Regions from separate parts of the Mus musculus genome. Here region 1 is linked to region 2. Evidence: chromatin contacts called from public Hi-C data. All regions are on one chromosome and are shown on one strand. The core of a region is the stretch at or near the end of the contact, and the rest is flanking DNA. Distances in the headings are between cores, read along the strand shown.

The links. A called contact is a pair of places that touch in the nucleus more often than the background predicts.
Region 1: a contact with region 2 is called in a Hi-C map of CD4 T cells, with 2.8 times the contacts expected there. The contact joins two enhancer-like sites. A contact is called at or near these places in 1 of 484 Hi-C or Micro-C datasets (CD4 T cells) and 2 of 115 datasets of contacts at active chromatin or transcription factors (bone marrow-derived macrophages and effector CD8 T cells).

Annotation. Positions count from the first base shown.
Region 1 is chr5:65,723,143-65,728,716 of GRCm38.p6, reverse strand. No RefSeq gene overlaps it. Among named protein-coding and RNA genes, the nearest start is that of Pds5a, 28 kb to the right of the region's middle. Within about 2 kb of position 3,771, at least 335 of the 459 cell types and tissues checked have an H3K27ac peak or open chromatin away from gene starts, as enhancers often do.
Region 2 is chr5:65,111,316-65,117,772 of GRCm38.p6, reverse strand. It overlaps a transcript of Klhl5 not described here. Among named protein-coding and RNA genes, the nearest start is that of Klhl5, 17 kb to the left of the region's middle. Within about 2 kb of position 4,217, at least 26 of the 459 cell types and tissues checked have an H3K27ac peak or open chromatin away from gene starts, as enhancers often do.

The DNA.
Region 1 (5,574 bases), core at 2,522-5,021, 610 kb before region 2:
AAGGTATACAGTGTCTCTTTAGAATATCTTCATTTCTTGGACTCTAGACCTCTCTAGAGGTGGCTCTGAGTTTAAGAAGTCTTGCCGCTCTTGTAGAGGACCCAAGTTTGGTTCCTGACACCCACAACTGTCTGTAACTCTAGTTCCAGGGGGTCTGATTCTCTTCTGGACTCTCTGGACACCAGGTACACATGTGATGCACATACATACATACAAGCAAAACACTGATCCACATAAAATTAAATAAGTCTAAAAGATCAAAGAAAAGAGCCAGGCAGTGGTGGCACACACCTTTAATCCCAGCACTTGGGAGGCAGAAGCAGGCGGAACCCTACTTAGCTGTATGTGTCTTGTCAAGGGACCCATAGGCAGAAGACTGGTGAACAAGATCTGACTGTCCAATATCTTCAGCTCAGCTTGGTCTCCACTGCTAACATGTCCTATTCAGACAGCCATATATATATATCTGCTTGTTTGTCCCCCTGAACTCAGTCCTGCATGTCACTTGAGCAGCTCCACCCACTCATGAATCTTGTTTATTTTTTGAGACAAGGTCTCATGATGCTGTCTTGGCTGTCCTGGAACTTACTATGTAGTTGGTCTGGAACTTAGAGATGTGCCTGCTTCTGTCTCCTAAGTGCTGGGATTAAAGGTGTGCATCACCCTGCCCAGCTCAAAATTGAGTCTTGGCTTCAGCCTGTAACTGCCTGTACTCTGTGGCAAGACCTCCAGCAGCTTCCCAATAGTCTTTGTTATCTGATAGCCTCCCATGCCTGAGATGCCTCTCATTTCTATCAGCTCTTGCCTACAATAAAGCCTCTTTGAACTCCTTGAACTTTACTGTGGCCTCTTTAACCCTTGTAACTGGCATATATATATACAAATTTAATTACCATGTGGTATGTAATGTGTGGGATGAGAGTTAATATTAGTGGCTAAGATTGGGAGAAGAAGCCGGGCATGGTGGCACACACCTTTAATCCCAGCACTCGGGAGGCAGAGGCAGGCGGATTTCTGAGTTTGAGGCCAGCCTGGTCTACAGAGTGAGTTCCAGGACAGCCAGGGCTACAGAAAAACCCTGTCTCAAAAAAAAAAAAAAAAAAAAAAAAGAAAGAAAGAAAGAAAGAAAGAAAGAAAGAAAGAAAGAAAGAAAGAAAAGGGGCTGGAGAGATGGCTCAGCAGTTGAGCGCACTGACTGCTCTTCCAGGGGTCCTGAGTTTAAATCCCAGAAACCACATGGTGGCTCACAACCATCTGTAATGAAATTTGATGTCCTCTTCTGGTGTGTTGGAAGACAGCTGCAGTATACTTATATATAATGAATAAATAAATCTTTAAAAGAAGAAAAGAAAAAGAAACAAGATATTTAAGGGGAAGAAGAAGAAGAAGAAGAAGAAGAAGAAGAAGAAGAAGAAGAAGAAGAAGAAGAAGAAGAAGAAGAAGAAGAAGAAGAAGAAGAAGAAGAAAGATTGGGAGAAAAGGGATTGGGAGATGGCTCAGTGGGAGAAGTACCTGCCACACAAGCAAAAGAACCTGAGTGTGGGTCTCCAGAACACACATACAAGATACAAGCCTGGTGTGGAGGCGCATGCCTTTAATCTCAGCACTCAGGAGGCAGAGGCAGGTGGATTTCTGAGTTTGAGGCCAGCCTGGTCTACAGAGCAAGTTCTAGAACAGCCAGGACTACATAGAGAAGCCCTGTCTCAACTCCCTCAAACCCTCAAAACAGAAAGGAAGAAAGAAAAGGAAAAAAAAATCTATCCACCAGATTGGCATGTGGGCAAGCCTGTGCTACATTTTCTTAATTGATTATTGATGTGGGAGGGTCTAGCTCACCATGAATAGTGCCACCCCTGGGCTGGTGGTTCTCGGTGCTACAAAAAAGCAGGCAAAATGAGCCACAAGAGTAAGTCATTAAGGGCTGGTGAGATGGCTCAGCAAGTAAGAGCACTGACTGTTCTTCCAGAGGTCCTGAGTTCAAATCCCAGCAACCACATGGTGGCTCACAACCACCTGTAATGAGATCTGACGCCCTCTTCTGGTGTGTCTGAAGACAGCTAGAGTGTACTTATGTATAATAATAAATAAATCTTAAAAAAAAAAAGAGTAAGTCATTAAGCTGGGCGGTGGTGGCGCATGCCTTTAATCCCAGCACTTGGGAGGCAGAGGCAGGCAGATTTCTGAGTTCAAGGCCAGCCTGGTCTACAGAGTGAGTTCCAGGACAGCCAGGGCTATACAGAGAAACCCTGTCTCAAAAAACAAAACAAAAAAACAAAACAACAAAAAAAGAATAAGCCATTAAGTAGCACTCCTCCATGGCCTTTGCATCAGCTCCTGCCTCCAGGTTCCCACCCTATTTAATCCTGTCCTGACCTTCTTAGACAATGGACTGTGATAGAAGTATAAGCCATATAAGTCATTTCCTCACATTGATTTTGGCTATAGTGTTCTATCACAGCATAGAAAACTCTAACTAAGACCTTATCTTAAAAAATAAAGGTGACTGCCCAGGCATGAGAGAATATGCCTTTAATGCTAACCCTGGACAAACAGAGGCAGTCAGATCTCTGCAAGTTCAAGGCCAGCTTGGTCTACATAGCAAGTTCTAGGCCAGCAGGGATGTATATGTATATGTGTATGTGTATGTATATGTATATGTATTGAGATCCTATCTCAAAAATAAGTAAATAAATTAATAGGGAGGGTTTGAATAGATGGCTCAGTAGTAAAGAGTGAATATTGCTCATTTCTCAGCCTCCCCATTAGACAGCTCACAATCACCTGTAATTCTATCTGTATGAAATCTAATACCCAGTGGAACCCCATACTCACGCACATACCTATGTATAGATACATATACATATACCTAATTAAAAATAATAAATATTTTAATTCTTTAAGATTTATTTTATGTGTATGTGTTTTGCCTGCACATATGTACACATACCAAGTGTGTGTCTGGTGCTCCGTGGGCCCATTAGATCTCCTGAATTTAAAGTTACAGATGGTTGTGAGGCAACACGTAGGTGCTCTAATTGAACACAGATCCTCTGCAGGAGCAACAAGTTCTCTTAATCACTGAGCCAGCCATCCAGCCCCATCCTCCCACCCCCAAAATTTTAATGGTAGAAAGTAATTAACTAACTTCAGGCCTCCACACACATACATATGTAATACCACACACAAAATTAAAACTACAAATAGATTAGGGGAAAAAAAAACAAACTTGTGCTTGTTAATCATTTATCAAGGGGAATAGAAACAACGTGGAAAATTTCAGGCAACAAAATCGCTGTAGCTTGTAAATGTATTGTTAGTCAATAAATTCTGACATTGTGGAAAGACACAAACATGGCAGTCTATGGTTGGAACATAGCAGACTCCCAATACCCAGGCTGGCCTCAAACTCTCTCCTGAGAACATGAGCTTCTGGGCCCACCAGTAATGACTTTTGGAACTCCCATGGTGACACTATTAACCTTAGAATCACTTAGTAGGTTGGTATTTAAACTAGCCAGATTCGGGTTTATGTTTTTTTTTTTTGTTTTTTTTTTTCACCGTTACCCAACATCTCTAAAAGCCTTTCTCACACACGTTCCCTGGATCTCTGATGGTATAAACGTGTCTATTCAAACAATTCTTTCTAGCCCAGTATACCTCTTCACAGGTTTCAGTTGCTACCTCACTTTTAGAGGCCTGCTGGGACTTGAATCTGGTTACAGATCTAGAAGCAAAGGGCGGTTACCAGTTACCGGTAGAGGTCGGTCTTGAGATCTGGCCTGCCTATTGCATTGGAAAGAGAGAACAATTTCCTCCGGCTATTCAGGCTAAACAGCACGAGGGTGGCTGTGTGAATGTGTGTTGGGGGTGGGGGGAGTCCCGCCTACAGCACGAGGGTGGCTGTGTGAATGTGTGTTGGGGGTGTCCCGCCTACAGCACGAGGGTGGCTGTGTGAATGTACGTGTTGGGGGAGCAGGGGGGTGGAGTCCCACCGAAGATGCAAAGATCTCTCACTGGCAATGGAGATTCAGCAGACTAGAACAACCCAAAGCCCTGAGCGCCTCCAGGATCTTCCCACCCAGTCTCATTCCTATTTTGTGCAGGAAGTAGGTGCTTGGGGGTGGAGATGGGGGCGGGGGTTAGGGGGAATGACAGAGTTTCTGGAGGTCTCTTTAAAAAACAAGGAGGAAGCAGCTTCAAGAGAACTGGACTGCCTTCCGGCCGGTTTTTTCAGTTCTTTCTCGGTTCCCTGTTGAGCCGTAATTTTACTCCCGGGGAGGGGGCGGGGCGGGGCGAGGGGGGCGGTGTCTATGAGGCGCCAGGGAGCCTATCACTATCCATCTCTTGCTGTCTACCTGTATCTCAGTAGCTTGCTCACTCTAGAGACTAGGTACTGTATCTCATTAGGTGTAAATGTGGTCTATCAGTTTTCTTTAGTCTGTTTTTGTGGTGTTGGGAATTAAACTTAGTACCTCAGAGATGCTAGGTAAATGATCTGCCACTGAGCTACATCCTCAGTCCCGAAATTCACTCTGTAGACCAGGCTGGCCTGGAACTCACAGATTCCCCCTGGCACTCAGGAGGCAGATACAGTTTGTGTTTGTTAGTACTTTGTTCTGTGTTCTTGGACTTAGACTGATGACATTTTTTTGGATATTGGACAGACTAAAAGACAAGTTAGTTACTCTTTGCTTCTCTGCATGACCCACTTGTAGGGACTTTTTGACTTGCAGGTGATCAAAGCAGTAGAGGAGAGAGTCTTTAGGCCAGGATCCTTCAGGCACCCGGACCAAGGGCCCTTTATAGTTACCTAGAAGAATCTAGTGGAGGAGCCCTCCCCCCACACACACACCTAGATAAAAGCCTTTCTTTCTCAAGAGCCACCTCACAGGTTCTGACCATCAGGAAGAAGGAAGAGCAGGAGGAGGGATCCGGACCTAAAATTTTGATCCTCCAAGATCCTTCAACAGCGGACCTGTTACTCTAAGACCCTCCTCCTCCAAATCTCCCTACCCTCGCCCCCAAGGCCTCACCAGTGCCAGTACCATTTCTGGGATCCTCAGCCCATATGAGACCAAGGCCATTGCACCCCCTTTTACTGGAGGGAGGATCAGGAGGAGACCTGAGAACCACCTCCCCTGATACCATGGTGGCTCTCCCATTAAGGGCACATGGGCCTCTGAAAAAGGGCAACCAGGCTATGCAATATTGGCCCTTCTCTTTGGCCAACTTGTACAATTGGAAGGCCTAACCCCCACCCCCACCCCCACCCCCTTTTTCAAAGGGCCAGTTAATCTCTTTGAGACTGTTTTATTTATAATGCAAGGAAGCCAGAAGCCAGAATGAATACCCCCTCAGACATGAGGGCACCATCGATTGACCAGGCTGTCGTGGACAGTGGGCTTTCCCTGACTAGACCTGACTGGGACTTCAATATGGCAAAAGGTAAGGGGCGCCCAAAGATCCACCACCAGACTCCACTGGCAGGTCTCAGGGGCTGCATGATGACCCACAAATTTGACCAGGGTACATGAGGTTAAGCAGAGACCAGATGAGTTGCCCACAACCTTTCTA
Region 2 (6,457 bases), core at 2,968-5,467:
TATCTGACAGATGCAGCTGCTCAAGCGAGGCTGACTGGGCTCTGGTGAGTTGAGGGTTCCATGCTTTGGATTTCAAGTGGATTATGCTGCCACTTGCTTTGAAAACAGTGTCACTTGCTGCTCACAGCTACTCCATGGGCAGGTAGTTATAAACCCTACTGTGTAATCAGTCCTTGGCTACTCTGTGGGCTCTTCCTTCTTCCAGCCTTTTCTGCCCCTTTTCTTCCACCCTTTCAATCCCCCAACACAGAAAGGAGAGAAAAAAATGGCTAGAGGGAAAAGGGGCATCACTATCATTAGACCACTCCCTGTGTTCCATGAGGCAAGTTTGATCTTTGTTCTCAGGACATCTAATTTCTTCTTGTTTCCTCTTTGTACACAACTATTTAATAAACCACAACCCACAACAACTAACCTCTTGGGCCCTACTTATATACCCTTGGAAAAGTCCCCAGAATCCCAAACATCACACAATCACAGAAACTATCTGCAGCTGGCAAAGCATGCAGCCCTGTGAAGAGCACGAGGCAAATCATAGTCACCTGCTGTGGACAATCTGAAGCAGCCCCATATCCCGCACCTGGGATTAAAATGAAAACTATTCCCATAATGTTTCTGTTTTTAAAAGTTCTCAGTACACTACTATGCCAAAGATGGAGCAGACTCAGAGTATGACTGACTTGTTTAAGCTCTGTGTGCAGCAGAGGACACTAAACTGAACTGAAACTGTTTGCCAGTGCGATCAGGTTAAACTACCGGTAAACAAGGCAGTGTAGCCCTGGCTGCCCTGGCCTTGCTTTGTAGACCAGGCTGGTCTTGAATTCACCAAGATCTGCCTGCTTCTGCCTCCTAAGTGCTGGACTAAAGGCTTGTGCTGCCATGCCTGGCCTTAGTTCAAGTTTTTAAAGAAGAGGGAGAAAGAGGGAGAGAGAGACTAGTTTTCAACTGCTTGAAGAATGTATCACTTCTTAGACAAAAACACTTATGCAATTCCTCACAGTCGCAATTAAACAGGAAATGGCACTAATGTCCAAACACAAGTCCTCAACTTCTGTTACCGTCTTCCTCCCAGTTTTTGGTGTTTGCCTATGAAACAAAGTGTTCACCCATACATCAGACTAGTTTCCATTATCCGTCTGTCCTAATGTATGGTAGGAAAACAAAGATCAACTCACAGAACTGGCTGTTACGTATCCCACTCCCTTTTAAACTTGCCTAGAAAAAAAATCACAGCTGATACTATAATAACTGCTTAATTATAACAAAATATTTGGTTTTGAAAATACCCTTTTAAGGCAAGTGTGGCGACTCATGCTTCTAATACCAGCAGTTGGGAGGCTGAGGCAGGAGGACTGACATGAGTTCCATGTCAGTCTGTGCTTTGTCACCTAATGAATTTCAGATCAGCCAGGACTACAGAGTGAGATCCTATTTCAGAGGACGAACAAGTCTGTCAGCCAATCGTGGTTGTGCACTCCTTTAATCCCAGCACTCTGGAGGCAGAGGCAGGCGGATCTCTGTGAGTCTGAGGGCAGCCTGGTCTACAGAGTGAATTTCAGGGATCCAGAACCACACGGTGAGACAAGCAATCTAGCAGATGAAAAATAGCCTTTTATGGCTGGAGGTGTCGCTAAGAACATGTGCTTAGCACATGTGAGACCCTGAGTTCAGGTTTCAGCATTTGGAGAAGAAATCAGAAGAGTCCTGGGTAGCTGGTAAACGGAATGGGTTTCCTTGGCACACGCTTCTCTTAGTTTGCACATAGACACATTTGCAGGGCACAAGGATGGAAGCTGAGAGGCCACCTAGATGGAGAGAAACATGGCTAACTTCTTGCCTGATCCATGATTTGGCAAATGTGCTGTGACACCCAAATGTCTTATGTGTCATAAAAAGCTACAGCGTGAGTAACTGTGATTTTGTCTTTTACTGACCTGAACCAAATCCAGAAGTGTTTCTGTTCCCTTGAAGCTCTACAGCAATGGAGATGAAAAAGGGAATCAATCAGTACTCTTCAGGCACAAACACAACACAAGTTGTCTGTGGTCTCTGAACACATAACGGAAAATCACAGACAGACTTGAGCTGACGCAGGATCAATCAAGTTTTCCAAGTGCTTATGTTAGAACAACATACAGTTGGTAAGGAAATGGGAATAAAGAACAATTTAAACAACAGAGGGGAGACAAATGTGATGACACAGGGAGAGACAGAGAGAATGAGTGTGAGTTAGAACCTGAATGTGAGGATAGGGATGAACTGACAGAGCCCTCACCTAGAAAGCACAAAGCCCTGGGTTTGATCTTCACCTATTCAATCATTCATTTATTAATTTATAGACAGCCTTGGCTGTCCTGGACTTGCTTTGTAGACCGGGCTGGCCTTGAATTCATCAAGATCCTTTTGCCTCCCAAGTGCTAGGACAAAAAGCTTGCACTGCCATGCTAAGCCTTAGTCCATTTTTTTTAAAGGAGGGGGGGGAGAGGGAGAGAGAAGGGGCAAGGGAGAGGGAGAAGGAGAGGGAGGGGGGAGAGGGGGAGGGAGAGGGGGAGAGGGGGAGAAGGAGAGGGAGGGGGAGAGGGGAAGGAAGAGGGGGAGAGGAGGGAGAGAAGGAGAGGGGGAAGGAGAGGGAGAGGGGGAGAGGGGAAGTGAGAGGGGGAGAGGAGGGGGAGGGATCGAGGGGGAGGGAGAGGGGGAGAAAGAGAGAGAAACTAGTCTTCAAATGCTCATAATCACAAATGAGTTCGTTACTACAAATGTTAACTAAGCCAATGTCATTCAACAACTCCCTGGCTTGCCCTAACATGAAACTTAAAAGAATAGCAATTAAAAAAAAAAAAACACCAAAAAGCTGTTTTATAGTTCCAACTAAAAGCACAATTGGACAAGGGAGTGAATGAAATGGCAGATCAATGGACATCAGCAGTGACTAGAATCTCTCAGTGTTAAATGTATCTTAGGCTAAACTCAATGTTCTTAAGAGGCCCTTCATCTGAGTACTGGTGGCGCATGCCTTTAATCCCAGCACTTGGGAGGCAGAGACCGGTTGTTCTCTGAGTTTGAGGCCAGCCTGGTCTACAGAGTGAGTTCCAGGACACAGAGAAACACTATTTCAAAAATACAAGAGTCTCTTCAGGGTGGTCTTCTCAACTTCCAATGGGGTCTGGGGGTGACAAGAAATAACTTGGACTAGCTAGTGAATGTAATCACAATACAGTGTATTTATGCACAAAACTGTCAAAAATACTTAAAACTACCTAAAATAAAGCCAACATTTGAAAATATAATGAATTAAAAAAGAAAAAAGAAAAGACAAGCTGGGTCTAGCCTCTTTGAAGGACTGCTGAGACTCCATAATTTTAAGGTCCTGTAAGATGCACAATTGATTAGCCCTTCTTTCCACAAATAACAGGAAGAAATGAAGTAACCCTTCTCCAGCCTCTCCTCTCTAGTCTTCACAGGGCAATCACACCTTCTAAAGGACGATTCTTGACTACACCATTATAGCTAAAATTCTTATTCATTTTCAATCTCCTACTCGGTCATAAAAGCCAAATTGTTTGGCATGGAATTCAGAGTTTTTAATGTCTTAGAGGTCCCACCTGCCCTGCCAACATCATACCTTACATTCTATTCATCTATCTCATATTTCATCTATAACTAAAAATAATTAAGCACATAGATCAAATCAATGAAAACAAATACTATTGAATACTTCCAAACGAGCTCATACACTCACTACGGACATTTAAGTTAGCGAACCTTTCCCCTTGAACATTTAAAGTTAAGTCTCTTAGCTCTGTGTCCCAGCAATGGCAATCTGTAGAATTAGGTATATTATCTACATTCAAGGTAACATTACTCCTAGTAAAGATGACTTCCCAGGTTACTCAGTTTGCATTTGGATTCATATAAAGAAACCCCAGCTTTGGGGGGCTCTTATGATAATTCATATCCTTTCCACGATCCTGGAAGCTAAGTTTATGGAGCTGTAAGAGACGTCATGTGTTGAGGGAACATGGAGTTTTAAAGCTAGTGGCTTTGGTGCCCCCCTAGTTGAGCCTCTTTTGAGATATTACTCAGATGGTACAAGCTGCTTGTACGGACTTCTGTGAAGATCACGTCTACCAATCGGGAACACCAACACAGGCCTGCTGATAAGCTGCCGTCACTGTAGGACTGTCTTCTAAACAAGGAAGCTTCTGGTAGTTTCCTGCACCGCACTGTTTAGATGAGTCCACACCCATCCTGCTTTTACACAGCAACAAATGTGTAAGGACATTTCAGAGACTCAAGATCCTGTGCAGTCTGCACCTAAGACCCTCCTTTAGCCTTCACCCCTGATGGGTCTTACCTGTCATGCACAGCTAGTTATGCCTGTTCATATAGATGAGGTCTCGCTGTGAGCCCTGGCTGATCTGGAACTTGCTACTTGGCTCAGGCTGGCTCCGTCAAACTTGCTTTGATCCTTCTGCCTTCAGCCTTCTAAGTGCACCTATGCACCACCATACCTAGTTGCTAAAACAAACACAGTTTTTCCTCACCTCCCTCATGTTTTTCTGGTAATCTGCTCTTCCAGATATCGTATACACCCACCCCTTAGCTGCCTACTGAAGTGCAGCTATGGATACCTTTTGTCTGGGAAGAGACATTGCTACAGAAGAGGAGCGCACAATGATAAGAGAAAATACAAAGTTGCTGGGAATAAAAATGAAGTCGGTGAAGAAATGTAACAACAGGATGTTAAAGTCTAAAATGTCCACGTAGAAGCTGTCCTGGAGAGCAGTCTGTTTGGTAGGGAACTGCTGGACTAGTAGCATGGACTTTCTCTCTGCAGTAATAGCTTTGAGGTGAAGCCAGGGAGTCTCGAGTAAGGACTGAAGGACATGAAGGTAAGAGGCAGACAATTCAGTCACCTATATCTTAGGAGAGGAAGAAATGAATGAAAGGATTTTTTTTTTAAAAAAAAAAGGCATTTGCCTGTGTGTGGAGAGTGCATACACTAGCTACAAATCAACTCCAAGATTCCCTTCTCATCCTGATTATCATAATCCATCTGTCCTAGGACAACCTGCACACTGATGCTAACTGTCTCAGTCAGGGTTTCTATTCCTGCACAAACAGCATGACCAAAAAGCAAGTTGGGGAGGAAAGGGTTTATTCAGCTTACACTTTCCACATTGCTGTTCATCACCAAGGAAGTCAGGACAGGAACTCAAGCAGGCCAGGAAGCAGGAGCTGATGCAGAGGCCATGGAGGAATGCTACTTACTGGCTTGCTTCCCCTGGCTTGCTCAGCTTGCTTTCTTATAGAACCCAGGACTACCAGCACCACCCACAGTGGGCCCTCCCTGCTTGATCACTAGTTGAGGAAATGCCTTACAGAAGGATCTCATGGAGGCATTTCCTCAAGGGAGGCTCCTTTCTCTGTGATAACGCCAGCTTGTGTCAACTTGACACACAGAACCAGCCAGTACACTAATCACACAGATTTTTTTAAGTGGCGTCTCAGACTTCTTTAATCTCAGACTTCTCAGACGCTACTAGAACAGGGCCTCCTTCTTATCTACAAAGTTGCCAGTGACTTTGTTGTTGTTTTAGAGTCAACTCCATTATTTCCAAATTCTGACAGTGAGAGCACTTAAGCTTTAAGTGGTTCTCAACCTTCCTAAGGCTGTGACCCTTCAATACAGTTCCTCGTGTTTCAGTGACCCCAATCATAAAATTATTTTCGCTGCTACTTCAGAACTGTGATTTTGCTACTGTCATTAATCATAGCGTAAATATACAATATGCAGATGGTATTGGGTGACTCCTGAGGAAGGGTCATTCCATCCCCAAACGCTGGTGACCCACAGTCAGGAACCACTGAGAAGGCCAACCTCCACGGTGCATTGACAAAATGCTAGGCTTGGATAAACTGCCAAAGTTCTAGCTTCAACCCTGTGAACTCTTAGATTAAAGCGCCCTTGTAAGAGCAAAACAGAGAAAGGCTAGTCAATAGAGAATCAGAGCAATGGCATGAACATGCAGAGAGAAGCTGGAAAGAAACCACACAGAGAAAGCAGCCCTGCTCTTTACTATCAGCGATGCCAAGGGCCTTGAGGCCCAACTGGGTTTCTGGTCTCTGACATCAACACAAAGCTACATTACTGCTAACAAAACATTCTGGTTGCTTAGACTAGTTCAAGTAATTTTATATAACTTGTTAGGAAATGAACCTTAAGAGCAAAACAAAGAAAGAGGAATACAGTGTTTGTGTGTGTGTGTGTGTGTGTGTGTGTGTGTGTGTGTGTGTGTTACACTCCAAAATTTGTTAATGCCGCCTTAAAAAGAAGGAGAGAACTCAAATTATAGCAATTTTCTTTTGGCATTAGAATCTCTCATTCACTATTTTATTTTCAGAAGACCTAACAGTGCCTTATACACATTTAACAAATGTTTATTGAATGGACATA